Regions from separate parts of the Gossypium hirsutum genome. Here region 1 is linked to region 2. The links are chromatin contacts, called in public Hi-C maps. All regions are on one chromosome and are shown on one strand. The core of a region is the stretch at or near the end of the contact, and the rest is flanking DNA. Distances in the headings are between cores, read along the strand shown.

Region 1 (5,275 bases), core at 51-2,550, 130 kb before region 2:
CAAAATTAGTTAAAGGATTGATTTAGTCAATTTTGTAAGTTTAATGTCTCAATTGAGTCTAAAAAAATCATGATTATTTTCAATCAAACCAAATTGTTTAAATTAGAATAAAAATCTGATTGAATCAATGGTTGAATATTTTGGAAAAAAAATAGATTAATTGATTTATTTTTCAAAATAGTTTTTAGAGGTTATGATTAAACCAAATTTCAGAGCCTAAAGACTATACGAGGCCAAGTTCCAGCCAAGTCATCCATAGTTGCCCTCTAGTTAAATCTCCTAAATAAAATCATGTCTACTTTCTTATCACTTCACTACTTTTTTTATTGTGAATCATCATCTTTTTTCTCTAGCTCCTCCTAGAATGTTGCAGACAGCTTACTCCTTGTACCCATGGCTATTAGATTTGAGCAAGCCGAGAGATGGACTCTTTCGCGCTGTCTTATCCTTTGTCATGGTCATACTTGCAATTTCACTTTGGCACCTATGGTCCGTTAAGAAGTCCAAGAAGATCGTCGCCCAGTTGCCGCCAGGCCCTCGAGGGTTGCCGATAGTGGGATATCTTCAAATTAAATTATGTGATTTTAATATTTGAAATATCATATATATATATTCAAATTAAATTTTAAAAAAATTATATTAATTATTTAAAAATATTTAAAATTTATATTTCATACATAGTAATATTAATGAATTTAAATATAATTTTAATTAATTTAATTTTTAAATTTTAATATAATTTCACAATAACATCAAATACTTCAAATAAAAAAATTACAAATTCTTACAATAATTTTTAAAAAAATAATTTTTAGCCTTCAGATTTCACCACACATAGTTAATCATATGAACAAAAAGGATAACTTAGATGTGTGATGACTAACAATTTCTTTTTATTGCCTAATTAAAGGGATAGTGTTCACACATAAAGTAGGGGCATACCTATACTATATATGTACAGGCTACATTCAAAGGAAATTACTCAAATAAAAGTAGAGGCATACCTATACTATAAATGTACGCACTCCATTCAAAGGAAACTATTTAAATAAAAGCCTACTACTTAATCTTTGGAAGCCTGAACTCAAATAAATTTTACGAGTAAACATATCTTAATCATCATAACAATTATGAGAATTATACCTCTACTAAATATATGAGTAAATATGTCATATCATATTTATCAAATATAATTTATTTTTGTAATGATAAAAAGTGAGAACCAAAACAATAATATTGAAATACAATAACTAAAATTAATCAAAATTAAAAATATTTTAAAATTTTAGTTATCATATTAAAATTTTTTCTCAAAGTTGAAGTAGGAAATATTCTTTTTATCCAAACCAGTTGCACTGTAAATCATGGTCCCTTTTCAGCAATAATAAACACAGCACTTCGTGATAAACTCAGTGGGTTCACATTAAAATTTCTTGGTTTTCCTCCCAAAGCAACAAGATGTTGCAAACAGCTTGCAGCTCGTTTTCATGGCTGTTGAATGTTGGCAACCAGAAAGATGGACTGTTCCCAGCATCTTTCTCATTTCTGGTTGCCATATAGGGAATTTCACTCTTGTACTCATTTTGGAAGGCGAGGAAACCGATGGCTCCTTTACCACCTGGTCCCCGTGGGTTGCCAATCCTGGGGTATCTTCCATTTCTTGGATTCGATAATCTCCATCTGGTCTTTACGGAGTTGGGTGGAGTTTATGGTCCCATTTACAAGCTTTGGCTTGGGAACAAGCTAACCGTAGTAATTAGCTCTCCATCGCTTGTAAAAGAAGTGGTTCGTGACCATGATATAGCATTTTCAGAGCGAGAACCTCCCATTGCTGCACAGATTATTACCTTTGGCTCCAATGATGTTGCGTTCGACTCTTACAGCAGTCCCAGCTGGAAAAACAAGCGCAAAGTTCTCGCGACCGATATGCTAAGCAACGCTAACCTTAATGCCTGTTATGATCTACGACGAGAGCAAGTGATGAAAATGGTGGAGGATGTGTATGAAAACGTTGGCAAGCCAATTGATATCGGCGAATTGGCATACTGTGCGTTAATCAATTTGATCGGAAAGATGGTGTGGGGAGGCGCACTCCGAGGAGAGAAAGGGACTGCGGTTGAGGGTCGCTTCAAAGATATTTCTTCGCAGATGATGGTGTTAGTGGGAAAACCAAACATTTCAGATATTTTCCCCGCGATTGCATGGTTAGACATCCAAGGTATCAAGAGGGGAATGAAGAAAATCCGTCAATCGTTCAATGAACTTTTAGAGTCTGTGATTGAACTCAGAATGAACACGGTGACTGAGAAAGAAACGAGTGAACAAAAATTCGACTTCTTACAATTGCTCTTGGATTTACACAAGAACCAAGATAGCCCTTCATCACTTACGATGAATCAAGTAAAGGGCCTTCTCATGGTAAGATTTTATGATTTTTAGCTATCATACATTATTTTTCCTTCTTTAATTCGTTTTGAGTAATTGGTGGTTTGTAATAGGACATTGTGGTAGGTGCAACAGATACTACTTCAACTACGACAGAGTGGGTAATGGCAGAGGTAATGCAACATCCAGAAATAATGGAGAAAGTGAAGAAAGAACTAACTGATGTTGTTGGGGTAAATGACATCATTGAAGAGTTTCACTTGCCTAATTTAAGTTACCTAAATGCAGTGATAAAGGAGACCTTCAGATTGCATCCACCTCTGCCCCTTCTTATTCCTCGTTGTTCTGCTCAATCACTCACCGTGGGTGGCTATACCATTCCAAAGGGTAGCAAGGTGTATTTAAACATGTGGTGCATTCACATGGACCCCAATATTTGGGACAACCCTTCAGAATTTCGACCCGAAAGGTTCTTGGATGAGCCTGGAAAGTTCAATTTTCTTGGAAATGGTTTTCGATATATGCCATTTGGGTCAGGAAGGAGACGTTGTCCAGGCATAACCCTAGCGGAGAAGATGTTATCTTTCATATTGGCCTCATTGCTGCATTCTTTTGAATGGAAATTGCCCCAAGGCGAACAGCTTGACCTTTCCAGCAAATTTGGAATTGTTATAAAGAAAAAGAACCCTTTACGTCTTATTCCCATACCAAGATTGTCTGATCATGTGCTTTACAAAAAGTAATGGCTATAAACTATTATTATTATATGTATCTCCTTTTGCAAATTACTATCGTCTATTAATCCTGGCATGTCATCTAGGACTGAGATATCAACTACTCTAATGCCCCATTTTATTGATATCTTTTATTTGATTGAATAAAGAAAGAGTTATTAGTTTGATGATTAAGAGTTAATGAATTTGTCCTTGAATTTAATTCCCTTCCCTTAATTTTTTTTGTCCAAAATCCTAGCTATATTGTCCCATGCTGTAACCCTAGATATAAATATTATTTAATTTTTTGTTCAACCTCTTTTGATCATTTTTTCTTTTCTCTTTGCCGTCCCACCCTCCTCTCTTCCTCTCATTCTTCAACTTTTCTTCTTTATCCTTGCCTTGCCGCTCCTAAAACCCTAATTTTTCCATCTTTGTGCCGCCTCTTTCTTCCCTTCCTCCTCCACTTGTGGCCGCCGCACCCCATTGATCGTCTTCTCCTCTCGTTTTCTTTTAATTTTATTCATCTCTTCACTTCTCTGTTGTGGCTGGACTTTATTGCTGATTTTTTGCCATTGCCGCACATATTTGCTCTCTTTTCCTTCATTTTGTTGTCGCAATCAGCCTCCTGTCTTGACCGGTTGTGGTGTTCAATCGTTTTCTGTTGATTCGTTATCTCGTATCCAAAAATTATTGAAATGTCATTGTTAACACTCCCTAACAAAGAAAGGCAATCAACACATGCGTCCAGCAATGGAAATCAAAGTTGGAAAATTTTGACCACATCCAGCGAGTGGTCCAAGCTTATCTTTCCATATACTATAATCTTATCTTTCCATACAACATAAAAAATTCAGCCGTGTAGTGTTTATTTACCTCATCCCTTAATTATAAGGTTGGGAGTTTAATTCTCATTTATAGTAATAAAATACATTTATGACTAACTGTATAAATTTTCGGAGAGTATCCATGACAAAAAATTAGTTATTTTTATCAACTGTGACTACTTTGATTTCAACTAAAAAAATACTATAAAGACAAAATCAATTTAAATTGTTTAGATTCAAAATTATTTGTCTAGGTTCATTTTGAACTTGAATTTTTAATTTTTAATTTTATTTTTTTATCTTATTGATATGGTAGTGCCAAGTCAGCATTCATTAGTTGATTTAGTGACTGTTAATAATGGTATTAGTAATTTTAGAAACTTACCATCAACGTTAGTTAAATAATTGATTTAGTAAATTTTGTAAGTTTAATGTCTCAATTGAGTCTAAAAAAATCATGATTATTTGAACCAAGCTGAATTGGTTAAACTAGAATAAAAATATGATTGGATCCATGGTTGAATATTTTGGAAAAAAAAGAAGGATTAATTGATTTTTTTTTCAAAATAGTTTTATAGGTTACGATTAAACCAAATTTCAGAGCCTGAAGTCTATATGAGGCCAAGTTTCAGCCAAGTCATTCATAATTGATTTTGTCCTCTAATTAAATCTCCTATATAAAATCATGTCTACTTTCTTATCACTTTCACTATTTTTTTTTATTGTGAATCATCATCTTTTTTTCTCTAGACCCCCCTAGGATGTTGCAGACAGCTTACAACTTGAATCCATGGCTATTAGATTTGAGCAAGCCGAAAGATGGACTCTTTCGAGCTGTCTTATCCTTTGTCATGGTCGTACTTGCAATTTCATTTTGGCACCTATGGTTCGTTAAGAAGTCCAAGAAGATCGTCGCTCAGTTGCCGCCAGGTCCTCGAGGGTTGCCGATAGTGGGATATCTTCCATTTCTTGGCACCGATAATCTTCACCTGTCCTTCGCCGAACTGGCTGCAACCTATGGTCCCATCTTCAAACTTTGGCTTGGCAACAAGCTATGTGTCGTAATTAGCTCACCAGAACTAGCAAAAGAAGTGGTTCGTGACCATGATGTAACATTCTCTGAACGAGATCCACCCATTGCTGCACAAGTTGCTAGCTTTGGTTGCAATGATATTGCATTCGATTCTTACAGCAATACTCGATGGAAAAACAAGCGTAAAGTTCTTGCAACCGAGTTTGTTAACATTAATGGGAGACAACATTAATGGCAAACAATACAAAGTGGTGCAAGTTTAGCACCCTAAAGTTGACTTTGAAAAAGTGGCATGGGATAATTTTTTTTTGGTCCTT
Region 2 (5,021 bases), core at 456-2,955:
CGTGTTAAGTTTAGATTATTTTATATCTTAATTAAACATTAAAAATAGATAGGAAACAACTTTTGAAACATGTCGCAAGACTCTCGTACTTCGAAGTTTCTTTTTTTGGTAAAAAAGTGTTTTCTATACCATCAATTACTTTCCCATTTACTCAAATTCATATCAAGCAATAAGCATACAATATATGACACGTTTTTAATTGGATATTGTTGACAACATGAGAGGAATTATTATTTAAGTACATTTTTCCCCGAACAACTTTAGTACTTAAGTGAAAAGAATAATATAATTTGGGGGCCTATTTCGTAGTTAAGCTTATTTTAAAAGTATCAGGGTTTATCATTGTTACTATTGTTGGAGTTATTTATTACCTGGAAATCAGTGAGTAGGCCCTCTGAATGTCGCCAACTGATGTCGCCGGCATAGCGCTCAAACAGGCAAATCATGTTGGGCTGAACAAATGGGTTTCCATCGGGAGTAGCGAAAATGCCGTCCATGTAATAAGAGTGCCTTGGACAATCATTTAGTGGCACAAGTGGAAGGGCTGACATCCCTAAACCAAACTCACCAGCATCCATATACGACTTAAAATACCAGGACTCATCAAGGTCCATGTATGGTACAAAAAATTCTGAAGCGAACCCTTTGTACATCACATCCCTCAGCTCACCATTCTCCGAGTCCCGCACCATGACCCTCAAAATCACCAAACAGCGCGGTGGTCAGCCTTGAGGTGAAACACCCAGTTGGCCCACTTCACTATATGCCCATCTTCAACTCTAAAACTTGGTCCTTTTGGTTGTTCTATGGAAATTGGGTTCAATGGTTCCATTTGTGGTTCCTTCTTTTGAGCTGTGTACCTGTAATCTGTGTCGGTACTTTTTGGAATGGGGATATCTCGGCCCGTATCAGAGAATTTCAGCACTTCCATTGTATCCAAGTCCACCGTCATGACGAGCCCTTCAATGGGTCTCATGTAGAAATTGGGTGTGCCTTGGTTAGAGAAACACAGGACCTTCACTACTCTTTTGCCTTCTTCATTAGGCCCAAACCAGCCTGCCGAAGGCGGTAAGCAGATCAACTCTGATGATGACACCCCACGGGCAGCAATAGATTTGTTGAATTCCGCATTAGAAAACGGTGCTTTAGACGCCGCCGAAATATCGTCCATAGATAGCATCGGATAGCCTGAGCGTGGATTGATGACATGGCTAGTGACACGTATAGAATCCAAGTCCACATTAAGCACATGGGACTGGCCATTCAGCAGAGCCAAAACTTGTGCTTTTCGTGGTGGAAATGGGTCACCTTTTCTCCACTTCAGAACCTGTACCTTGTCTGGTTCATCGAGCAGTATAGTATGAATAGTAGGGAAGGTAAATGAAAAGGGTTCATAAGATGAGAGGATGGTCCGGACCCTGTTGATTTCTTTCACAGTAAGAGGATCAAGTGGATGGTGAGGGGTCTCAGCTGAGTGATATATCGGTTTTTGAGTTTGCAGTGAGTAACCAGGCAACGATGAAATGCTAGAACGGTACCATGAACCTACAATAATGAATAAAACTAAGCATGAAATGAAACAGAAATGAAGACATGAAGTTTTCTCCATAATTTCCCCTAAAAGCTAAAGGTAATTCAGATCAGATTGGCAAAGCCATTATTGCCGCTTCGGGTGTGAGATGAAAGACGAAATTTCCAAGGCCACATGATTATGTGGCCGTTCCTAATAGAACTTTGACATTTATCATCATCCGTACCTGTTGTAATTATATGCAATGATTCAAATTAAAAGTTACTATTATAGTTATTTTTTTAATTCAAAAGTTATTTTTTTAATTATTAATAAATAGTCATAATTATTCATTAGATATCTATTAAATAATTATATTTATTATTAAAAATATGACTGTCCATTTAGGTAATAATGTCTCTATGAAGAGAAATAAGACTTTCTATAAATAAGAGTGAATTTTCATTTGTATAATACATCTAAAAATATAAAAACAAAGTTTTTTTTCTATTTCTGCCACCATTTTTTGTATTCCTATATTGTTCTATAAAGAATTATTGCAAAAATTCTTTATAGAAATTAATATCATTGCTATGATTTACTCATTGTTCAGTGAACTGTTTCTATCAGTGTAAAACGTAGACAATCATTGGGTTTCATTGTATCCTTGATATTCATTTGTCAGTAACTCTTTTACACACCATAATATAGGTGAAGGGCAAATAGAACATTAAAGAAAGTGATATTGATACACGCCTTGAAGTATTCGTTAATTTCTCATAAGTTTATTTTTATCTTCACACACCAACAATTTTAAGGTTTTTATTTTCGCATTTTATGATAAATTAAAAAAGACTTGTCAGTCACCACTCATTCACATGCCACTACAAGCATGGTACTATGAGGACGGATATTGGCAAATGTAGTTGCATCAAGGTTAGTGACCTTGTCAAATTTTGATTTAAAAGAAATCTTTATTGCAAGAAAATGTATGTTAAAATTATTGTTTTACTCTAATTGCATGATTTAGATTTCAATTATTATATGGTTATTGAACTGTATTATGCAAAAGATATAGGTAGTGGCGGAGCCAGGATGTTAATCTTAGGGGGGGCAAGCTAAAATTAGATGTTTTATGTAACAATCGATTTAAAGGTAAAACACTTGATTAAAAAAAGCAGTATTTTAACATGACAATCGATTTAAATATAAAAAATCGATTCAAAAGAAGCAATTTTCCAAAAATTAAAAAGAAATAACATATCATTACTTAAAAGTGTACACGACATTTTTTCCGGGGAATAAAATTACTAAATATAGAGTCTAAATCAAAAGTTTCAGCAATCTCTCTCTCAATATAAACAACAAAATTATCTATAAGAAACTCTTCCTTCATTTTGTTGCGAAGCCTTATTTTGACAATTTTCATCACCAAAAATGCTCTTTCTGTAGTTGCAGTTGAATCAGGAAGAGTCAACAAAAAAAGGATTAATCTATCAACAAGAAAAATACCTTTGATATTTGTGTCTGCTAATCCTTGACAAAGATCAGAACTTGTGGACAGGTTTTACTATTTCAGATGATTTGGAACATTTTACTTATAATGTTGTAGCTGATTCTTAAAGATTACTTTCTCTTGCTCAATGAAATAAATAGGATAATATTTTTCCACAATACAAGAAATATAATCCATATTGAAAGATTTATAAGCATCCTTAGGATCCAAAACAGAGCTAAGGGTAAGAAGATCAATTGCCAGTTCATTAAATTTACTATTTAGCTCAAGAAGTTGAGAATCTATAGCAGCATTGAATATCTCAACCTGATAATGGTGCTCCATATTGAAATCAATATGTTGGTGATGACCGTGGTTTGCCACATATGGAGAATCCATTTCAAGAACCTCAATATAGTACTTTTCACAAAATGCTTTCACAACTTCCAACAAATTGTCGCAACCATCTTCTCTCGACTTTTGTTTCAAAGTTTTGGTGTTTGAGACTAAAGACATAGCATTTACTATATCTTGGGTTTTTTGTTGTAGATGCTAACAACTAATATCTATAATACTCATTAACTCTTTCACTAGTTGTAACGCCCTAAACCAAGCCTAAATGTTATGACTGAATCTCGGAAGTTACTTTAACAATACTTGAAATTGACTAGGGTTGAGGTGTTTTGTGAAAACATAGAAATTTAAATATTTAATGATTTTTTTCTTTGAAAAAAATACTTATTAAAAATATAATCTTTTGAAAGTAAAGTGCGACATTATATTATAATGTCATTTTAAGTTATTTGAAAATAAAGATTTTGTATTATAATTATTTACTAAAAAGGTTGTGTAAAAATCTTTCACAACAGACTTTCATAAAACTACTTAGAAAATTACGAATTATAATTTTGTTTTAAACCATGTAAAATTGTAAATAGTTTAAATAAACTCCATATTTTAAAATACTTGAAATCGCATGATTTTTTTTTATGCATGCATAGCAGTTCTAAGTTATAAAATGACCAACAACTCAAAATAAAAAAAGTGTCCAAAGTCACAAACAGAAACCATATAGTTTAAAAATCCATAAAGTAAACTATTCGAGAGGCTCCACCGAATGCTGAATCCAACCCTATGTCCGAGTATTACTTGAAAGGTTATAGCACTAAAGGGGTGAGCTTTTAAAGCCCAGTGTGAATCTTTTAACAAATAAATGTAAATAAACACATAATGATCAATCAAGTAAACATTTCACTTTATGCACATGATCATGGCGATGTTGTTTTATAAAACATTTAACACATTCTACCCCATCATCGTTGCGCACCACAATCAAGTTCCCTAGAACTTGTCCATCCAAATACTCTAATTTGTAAACAGTTTCACAGTAATGCAGATAAACTGTCACTTAATAATATTGTGGATAAGCCACCACTTTTGCAAATAAACCACCACTTTATAATATTATGGACAAGCCACCACTTTTGTAGATAAACTATCACTTCTTCATTCTTTCACATATCTCACACCATGCATGTGATATTGCAACAAAAATCAGTTTTTCACTTTGGCATGTGAGACATGCTCATTATATCACTTATCACTTAAAATCACATAGGCATGCTTAACATGCTGATCATATATTTACACAATATATATATCAATATTTCACATTTTATAAATCATGTGAAACTCACATATGCAATAACATCACATAACATGATAATGAGATTTTCATACATTTTATATCAATAATAATAATCAAGATCACACATCATACAAATCACAAAAAACAACAATTTAGTTTCACTTACTTAAATATTCCAATTCAATGGGTTTTTATTCCTCTTTTCGAATACATAAAGTATTCTTGATAAGCATCATTTAATAATACTAATAAAATTTTAACAACATGAAATATATTTTCATATTTTTTTAATTAATGTAAAAACCCACACCTGATTGTAAATCTGATGTGTTACAAATCTCTAAGACACCTACACTTAGATCTATCCA

Evidence for each region. Hi-C and Micro-C count contacts between places; a contact is called where the count stands out from the background.
Region 1: a Hi-C map of leaf shows a contact between it and region 2, with 2.0 times the contacts expected there. The contact joins the promoter of LOC107963697 here to the promoter of LOC107963669 in region 2. A contact is called at or near these places in 10 of 34 Hi-C or Micro-C datasets (callus, fibers, hypocotyl and 2 more).

Annotation. Positions count from the first base shown.
Region 1 is chrA03:2,750,495-2,755,769 of Gossypium_hirsutum_v2.1, reverse strand. LOC107963697 (cytochrome P450 71AU50) reads left to right here and starts at 1,300. Exons shown (of 2, transcript XM_041105588.1): 1 at 1,300-2,418; 2 at 2,499-3,286. The coding sequence starts at 1,603. The coding sequence ends at 3,128. LOC107963698 (cytochrome P450 71AU50) reads left to right here and starts at 4,635. Exons shown (of 3, transcript XM_016900132.2): 1 at 4,635-5,160. The coding sequence starts at 4,687.
Region 2 is chrA03:2,617,873-2,622,893 of Gossypium_hirsutum_v2.1, reverse strand. It overlaps LOC107963669 (primary amine oxidase-like), which reads right to left and starts at 1,705. Exons shown (of 6, transcript XM_016900100.2): 1 at 715-1,705; 2 at 372-712. The coding sequence starts at 1,609.